Regions from separate parts of the Drosophila melanogaster genome. Here region 1 is linked to region 2. A link is a contact called in public Hi-C data. All regions are on one chromosome and are shown on one strand. Each heading gives the region's core, a stretch centred on a gene start, on an enhancer-like site or on the middle of the called end of the contact. The rest is flanking DNA. Distances are from core to core; before and after follow the strand shown.

Region 1 (4,124 bases), core at 1,397-3,896, 44 kb before region 2:
CTCTCGCTCATTCGTTTCGATTTCCTTCACTGGTGGTTTGATTTCGACATCAGGATCGGAGGATTCAATTTCCACAACTGGTGAGTTTTCCGTTTTTTTCTCCTTTTTCGTTTGCATTTTGTCAGTCGTCTCCTTTTCGTTTAGCATCTTGTCCGTCTTTTTGTTTGATCTTTCTTTTAGGGGTTTTGGCTGCTTTTTTTGTGCATCCTTCTGCTTTTTTAGTACCGGCTTTTCGTCCTCATCATCACTGATGGTCGTGGTGAAGGATATCTTCTTTTTCTTGGGCGGAGGCGTTCCAGATCTCTGGGACCCCGGCACATCGTTGGGCACTGGACGTAAAAATGGAGAGAATTGCATTAGTTTTAGCTCAATTCTTCTTTAATTTGATTTGGTCAAATCCTGTCATAAAAATAACGAAATCATTTAATACAAAATGAGACATGATTAATGCGATTACATCGAGTTTGATGTCAGTTTAATAAGTGCATCCTCCTACCTATATACTCCTCATCGTCATCATCATTATCTCCACCTCCATCAGACCTGGAGGAGCTGTTGTCTATGCTTAGGCGGCCCAACCTGCGTAACTTGAGCCTTCCGACCACAGGCGTACCGTTGCATGAGCGGCGCCTAACCCGCTCGCGCGAGCCTCCAGAAGATGACGAGAAGAGCGGCGTGGAGGTCAGTGCTATGTCCTCCAGCACATTGCCAGTGGCATCCACACGCTGCAGTCGTGTCGGTTTCGGAGCTCCTCTCGATGAAAGCGAACCGAAAGTAGACCGACGTGATGGACCCCCGGGGCTGCCCAGAATCTCGACGGCCTCGCTGAAGGATACCGCCTTCTTGGGATACACCTTCCTGACAACTCCGTCGCCAATGGGAGGCGGTTTGCAGTCAGGCCACTTGGCACTTGGTAAACGCGTCCTCCTCACCTTCACCACACAGCCAAAGAAATGCGCGCCATAACGCTTAACCAAATCCGGATCGGTGTTGCGTCCGCGACTGGATAATCTCTTCGCCTTGATCTTGGGCTTGGGACTTCGCTTCAGTGCGGAGTGTGTGCTTTCAGAACTCTTGGCCAAACTGGGCGGCGGTGTATGAGCGCGCAACGAGTGGTTCAGAGCACGCTTTTTGGCGCCATTCTGCAAAGGAACTTTGATGTGGAAATTGGTCTGCGCTGTTGATGACTTTTGTTTCTTAGGTGACGTTTTTCTCTTTTTGTGCCTGCTACGGCCACTAGTACCGCTCTGGTTAACGATCTCGGGCACATTGATAAATGATGAATTGGCCAAAGATTCGACGGCCGAATCGATTTCTGTCTGTTTCAGGCGACGTAATAGCACCCGCACCTTTCTTTTAACATTCGGCGACTGCTGATCGCTGAACATCTTTTGCTGAGCCTTCGTCTTGGTGGGAACGACCACCATCGATTGCTGGTCCTCCTCGATGGCCTCGCCGTCGTCGTCAATGGACACTTTTGGCCTCTTGTTGTGCGGCGTCGATGCAGAGACAGTGGATTTCCTGCTTTTGTTTGGTTTTGAGTTAGCCACGCTCTTACGCTTCCTCTTGGCCAATGACTCGTCGAGATGGTCGAATGATGTTTCCGAATCAAACAGATCAATGCTGCACTGTTCGACATTCTTTGATTTTCTCGACATGCGCAAGTCATTCTCGTCCAATTGGTTTCCACTCTCCAGGAGGTCTGACAGAAAATGGAAAAAACGATTGGAGGTTATTAAACTTCTAGGATTGCCAGCCAATTTGCAGGCAAACAAAATTATGCTCAATTTACCATTTACGTCGATTGGCGAATCGGGCGGTATGGGCGACGGAGTGGAGAGCTTGGTGTCCACCGGATTAATAGTTTGCGGCGGCGGCGCCGCTTTGACCATATCAAAAATATCCATTATCGCAGGTTTCAGCCCTTTGCGATTTTCCCACGAAAATGAAAATTAGCAAAGAGCGCAGATTTACCGCTTTAAAATATACGGTTAATATGCGCTTACAGATGTGTGTTTTGCGCAATTAGTGAGGCCACTGTACCACGGACTAATTGTGGCGCGAGGAGCACTCGATTTGCCCACTTAATCAGCAGATGCGACTTTTAAAATCGCGTTTGCATTCAGGTAACTTTCCTGATTAATTTTACACACTCCTAAAGACGCCATCTAGCTGGTGTGCCCGTGCGCAGATACCGCGAAAATATTTCACCGCCTCGGCGCATTTTTATGGGTTATTTATGTCGCCAACAATCATTAACCACAAAATGTATTTTAAATTTATCAACAAATAGCCTATTTCCTATCATTAAACGACAAAGATCTTATGGACACTTTTCATCAATGGAATGCTGAACAACAACTTATTACTCTGAGCAACATAACTCCATTAAGATTCATACTTATCTCATATGGTTGAATGTTTCAAAATCATTTACAAACATGTAATAACAGCACTTGCAGCCCACTGTACAGGTTTGAGTCTGTGCTAAACAGCTATCATTGGTATTTTTGGTATTATTCAAATAATCGATAATGCAGTAGAAACTTTTCTATCGGTTATCAGCTATCTGCGCTTCAGAGAATTTTAGTATATGGTAATACTTATTTAGCGGCTTACTTCAGCTTTTGCGCGACGGTCACACCGCCAGTGGGCGAAAAAAAACATTCGTGAATTCACCGTCGTCGAACGAACGCTGTATTTTTTTCCAGTGCAATATTCGGTCGATGTATAACGAGTGATTGAATTAAAGTAGTCCTTTTAAAAAAAGTACTAGTATTTAAATAAAAATAAAGTCATACAGAACAGCATAGGGAGAGAGGGCGAGAGAAAAAATTGCTGCTGCTGAGGTGTGTGCAATTGCCTGTGCGTGTGTGTGTGTGTGTGTTTGTGTGACGTTTACAGCAGCAAAAAGTTCGGTAGTGTCGTCAAAATAATCGTGTATTATAAAGTTAATGCAAACGATTCTCGATCGGATACGAGTTGATCGCGACATATTGAGTTCGTCGAATGTGGAAAAGTCTAGCTGATTGAAAACGAAACGCGGATAAAAAAAAAACGATAAACAACGGCAATTTGTTGCTGCCGCAACAGCAACAACAACAGCAGCAGCGCACTAACGCAACCACCACCACCCCCTGTTCCAGCCTAACGGTTCATTTACAGTGGCCGAAGAAGCAGCAGCAAAGGTGAGGTTCCAGCATCTTTATTTATATTTTATGTGTCGTTCTTCTTCATCATCTTTACTTCTTCCGTAAAAAAACTCAATGTGTGTGTGTAAACATTATCAACGAAAAAAGTGGAGTGGGAAAAAATACAGAAACTTTCTTTCGCTGTCTGTGTGGGTTTATGCTCGCGTGTGTGTGTCTGTTGCTACCTTTTTTTTTTTACAAATTAGCGAAGCAGCAAAAGAAAATCGGGTACAACTAATTTTGTATGCTTAAATTTCGCGCATTAATGTAATTAAAAGCGTCCATTGTCCATTGTTCATCGCTCATTGTCCATCATCATTCATCATCGTTCATCATCGTTCTTTGCAGCTTCGCTGAGCAACAACAACAACAATGACAACAGGGCAGCCCTGCTCTTACTTCCTTTTCCATTTCCATTCCTATTGCCATTCCCATTGCTCATTTCCCATTGCCCGCTTCCCTTTCCCAATTCCTCTTTCCCAATTCGCTTTGCTCTTCCACTCCCACCGCATCAGCTGCTCCTGCCACTAGTTGTTGTTGTTGTTCCTGCTCTGTTGTAACCTTGTCTTGCTCTCCTTTCCTTTGCTTTCCACCCACTTTTCGTGGGCCCAACGCACAGTGGGAAAATTCAGCAATCGAGGGAGGGAAAAACTATTTGCCAGTTATAAAATGGAAATGGAAATCGAAGAATAATGACTCTACGTCCACTCTTCTGTAAACCATTAATTACGACCAATGGCTTAGTAATATTTAAAAATAACATCTAATCTTGTTCTCCAATTTTCACTGTGCATCTCTCCATCTCGCTCTAGCCCGCTCTGCGCCTGCGCATTGCCAACTCGGCGACACCTTGCAAGCAGCGTTGCCACCTTGCACATGGCCTACGTAGACGCAACGAACAGTGGGGGTGAAAAAACTAGCATTAAAAATAGT
Region 2 (4,515 bases), core at 161-2,660:
ACAATTAAGGAGTTCATGTTCAAATCTGTTGGCTTGGATGAAGTGGCAGGATTTGTGGAGTTTGCCGACCTGCCATCACCTTCATTCCTGTTTATGAAACCCAGTTTTGTGCTATCGTTACACCCGATTAATTGCACCTTTTCCGCTCTCAATCGATCCAGGCGCCTCTGCTCCTCCTTCATCAGACTGACGGCTATTTGCTGAGAGTTGGATTTGATTTGGATTTCCGATATTGGACTCTTGGTGCAGCGAATGCGCATGTGATAGGCTTTGGATGACTGCGGGCTGTCAGTGTTGGCAAAGGAATCAATGGAGCTGCCGCAAGGATGCAGGCCATCTATGTCCAGTTTGGTCTGCATCCTGGAGATCCTTACATCCTTCACCACCTTCGGGGGATTCTCGTGACCGAAATGGACCAGGGAAATGGCCTTCTTTAGCAATTGCACCACCGCCTGGACCTCCAGTGGCCGCTGTTCCGGCCCCATGATCTTTGGATCGGGAACAGTGGAGTCATCATCCGACTGCTGCTTCTTCCCTTCTAACTTTGATTCTTTCTGTTTCTCCAGGAGCTTCTTGACCCGCTCGTTCAACATCCTGGCCTCCGATTTGCGCACCATTCTCTCCATATTCCTGGTCCTCATCGCATCAATTACCAGCTGCGAGGACATCATACGATCCCTTTGCGTCATTTGAAGAATCTTAAGCGGTATGGCGGTATGGCTGGATGAGTGAGGGCCACTGCAATCCTGGGATAGCATGGTCCTCGCCAGCTGCTCCTCTCTTCGCTGCGCATTGTGTAACCTCAATGTTGCTGACTTTTCAAATGGAAGGCGTCGCTTATGCCTCTTCGTCCTTTTGTCCCGCTCTCTGACCAAAGGATGCATACCTACTAGGTAAGCTACCATATTTTTAATGTATATTATATTACCAATTTCAATCAATTTAGATCTTTTGAAAACCTACCATTTGGATGTGTGTTGATCCTAAAAGGTGTTTGCCGTTCGGTGTATGAGATTTGCTTGCTATTCGGCTTCGGTTTATTTGGGTCCTGTCTGCGGGGTTCATTGCCACCGGAAGTACTGCTCGAGTTATTCCTGGTCAATCGCATCAGGTGTCTCCAGGGACTCTGCGTGCGGATCCGCGCCTCAGCATCATCATCTGGTGAGGATTAGGTACAACCTTTGTGAAATATTCTACATAAAAAGTAAACAACCAAATGAACCCTACGCATTAGGCGACATTGTCGAGAGCCGCAAAGATTCAGGATCCTCCTAATCCAGTCCAACTTGATGGTATGGGCCATTGCCAACTGTAACTGAAACGCAAAAAGGTAAAAAAGGAGAACGGAATGCGAATTTTGAGACCGAATTTCACGATGGCGTTCGTTTAGTCGAGCCCATTACATAATTTGGAAGGCAAATCTAAAGAAAACGACATTAGATATGAAGCCTGCCCAGATAAACTGTACAAATTTTTTTAATATTTCTTGATCGATTTTATTATATACTTTCATAATACAAAGAAAATAATAGCCAAACACACAATGAGATTCAGCTGCAACCTGAAAAGTATGCTACAAAAAAGTGAATACACTTCTCGTCAATCGGCTAAAATCTAAAAAATTAAGTACATGATAACTAAATAATGAAAATGCCAGGCATATGATTACGTATTTTTATTACGGTTTATTTCGAGTGTGTTTTTTTTTTTTTTTTGAGTGTGGGCGAGTGTTTCATCCGCTGATGAACAAATTACATTTGACATAATACATAATGAAAACGCATTTTGAGGCCGAATGGGGTCTCCAATTTGTATCTCGCACATGAACATGAGAGTATTGTACATATGTTGGGTGTACTTGTGTGTTTTTTTTTTTTGCCCATATATTCATTTATATCAACCCAATTCTTAAACTCATTACTATCCATCGATTTCCGTTTTGGTTTTAGCACTATCGTATATGTATATATGTATAGCATATATAGCTCTACTGCCGATCTGATCGCGAACTTCAACGAAATTGAATTTGATTTACTTTCTTTACTGATCGCTAAGGCTAAAGATTCCTTCTTCTTCTTCTTTTTCTTTTTCCTAGTTTCTCGTGGGTGTATGTATGACTAGCAAAAAACCATTTCCTTGTTTTTTGTTTCCATGGGGGTGGTGGCAGTGGGTCAGGATGTAAATGTGATGTAAACGGGATGTACATAAGTGTGAGCGGAAACCATACGAAAGCTGCCCGTACATGTGTCTATGTGTGTGTATATTTTCATCGAAATTCGATTCGATTCGATTCGACAACAACAACAACAAAAAGAAAAGGCACAATTTTGATGAAACGCTTTCCCATGCTTTGTATGCGCGCGCGTGTGTGTAGTGGATAGGATATACATACATATATATATATATATATATATATATATCATCTGGGACGAAAGGGTTATACATTTTGTATCATACTTATTTTTGCGTTTTTTTTTTTTATGTTTTTTTGAGAAAAGAAAGTCGCCCTTCTCAGCCGCTCCTGGGGCCTCTAATTTAAATATATATTTTCTTTATCTAGTTGATAATTGCTTGATAGTTAGTTCTCGAGGGTTTCATGTTTGTTAGTAAAATCTAAGGCTAGTTGGAAAAGTGATTTGAATTTGGTATAGGTTTTTTCGTTCACTGGCTGCCTCGCTTTCGGAAGAACCGCATGGAAAATAGGGCCTTAACCAGTGATTTAAGTATTTTTGTTTGAGCGAAAAAAAATCACTTGCTACGAATAGTCACCCTGTTTAAGCGGTTATCTATAGTTAACTCCTCTGCACATCGTTTAATGTTAGTTAATGCAATGCTTTCCGTATGCTAGTTGGATGTATCAAATTGATTAAGAAGTTCGATTTTTAATTAGTTTATTACACTTAGAGTTCCTCAGCTTCTTCGTTTTTTTTTTTTTTTGTTTTGCTTTGTTTTGCATTTTGTTTAGAGTGGAAATTATTCGCATAGTTTTTATTTTGTTTTCCATTGTTTGTCCTTTTTGTTTTAGGTTGTTTATTAAATATAACAATGCTCTCGGCGCATACATTGTGAAAATTATAATGAATTTGTTTTCTCTTTATTCGTATAATAGTTATATGTATATATTTTTGAAATAATATCCATAGCTGCTGCTGCTGTGGCGTCGTCGACGTTTTTGCAATATACAAAAAATTTAATTAAAAAAAAATGTTTTAAGTAGTTCGTATAATGGCGAGCAGGAGAGATGGAGAGTTAAAAAAAAAAATTGAATATATGCATATTCGCATGAATTATAATGTTAACACTCAACTTGAATTTAGCTAAATTTTTTCGAACAAATTTCGTATGTATTGCTTTTTTTTGTTTTTCATTTTCTGTGCGTTGGCTATAAATCGTATATTGGTTTACATAAATTAATCAGCAAATATATGTATAGTTATCTAGTTTGAGTTGATCTCATCTCCAGCTCTGCTTCTCCATTGTCACTTTCTTAATTATTTATTTATTTGCAATTCGATTTGTCTGGTGTGTATAAAATTAGACCGCAACGGTAGTCCATTTGTGTGTGTGTGTGTGTGTGTGTTATTTATGGGTTCGTGTGTTTGTGTGTATTATCTACATACTATATTTGTTTTATAGATTGTTAAATATACAATATTTTACTCATTATATAGGTTTAAATCAACGCGACAACAAATTCAATTTCTCCTTTTTTCCAATCAATTTCTGTCGTAGTTTACATTATTATGCGGATGTTTTGTTTATATAGTAAAATGACTTTGTTTCGACGATCTTCTGCGGACTATGGGCTAAATGGTACAGATATAGTATAGTAAGTGGTTGTGTGAATGAATTTCCGTGGTTCTATATGCAACTTTTCCGCTAGTTACTAGTGTTTATACGTTTTATATATCGTTCTTGTTTGTTTTAATTTTGTGTTGCTTTTAGGCAAAGGCGAGTGGGAAAAATTACATACATCTAACAACAAATGCACCAACGTTTTTCATCATCTCCATCGTTATTAGCGTCAATATTCATCAATATATATTTATCATTATCATTAGATCGTAATCGTAAATCGTTATCGTCATTGTCTGACTTTCCGCTAGATCCGCAACCGTTCGCAATCGCATTCACATCCGCATCTGCATCTGCATCTGCATCTGCGTCCCGTCATCGTCGTCATTATTCGTAGTCAGCTACTAAACATTGTCGTACTTATAGTTAACCACCATGCAATGCAATGCACTTGTGCCTCAACATCACTATCACCGGCAAAACATCGGTGTGCATGGGTGGGGTGCCTGTGCCTGCGTCTGCATGTTTACATATTCATATAGGTCAATATATATCAAAAAAACACATTATCGTCAACATAACTAACTCGCTATAACTCTTGGCTCTCGTATATAAACATCAACATAAACAAACAACACTCTAGCGCTTAACGAACTCCAGAAAGCCCTCATTTTCGCTCTTCTCTATGTTTTTATAATCGGATCTTAACCTATATAAGTG

What was found. A called contact is a pair of places that touch in the nucleus more often than the background predicts.
Region 1: a Hi-C map of the Kc167 cell line shows a contact between it and region 2, with 2.2 times the contacts expected there. The contact joins the promoter of Evi5 here to the promoter of CG15196 in region 2. A contact is called at or near these places in 1 of 1 datasets of contacts at CTCF or cohesin (the Kc167 cell line), 21 of 107 Hi-C or Micro-C datasets (the Kc167 cell line, cellular blastoderm embryo, embryo and 5 more) and 1 of 6 datasets of contacts at active chromatin or transcription factors (the Kc167 cell line).

What each region holds. Positions count from the first base shown.
Region 1 is chrX:11,452,860-11,456,983 of dm6, reverse strand. It overlaps Evi5 (Ecotropic viral integration site 5), which reads left to right and starts at 2,646. Exons shown (of 9, transcript NM_167285.4): 1 at 2,646-3,188. It overlaps HP5 (Heterochromatin protein 5), which reads right to left and starts at 2,198. Exons shown (of 4, transcript NM_132490.3): 1 at 1,793-2,198; 2 at 497-1,702; 3 at 1-329. The coding sequence starts at 1,907.
Region 2 is chrX:11,406,842-11,411,356 of dm6, reverse strand. It overlaps CG15196, which reads right to left and starts at 1,410. Exons shown (of 3, transcript NM_132487.2): 1 at 1,228-1,410; 2 at 964-1,158; 3 at 1-898. The coding sequence starts at 1,303. It overlaps dlg1 (discs large 1), which reads right to left. Exons shown (of 18, transcript NM_001103486.3): 18 at 1,581-4,515.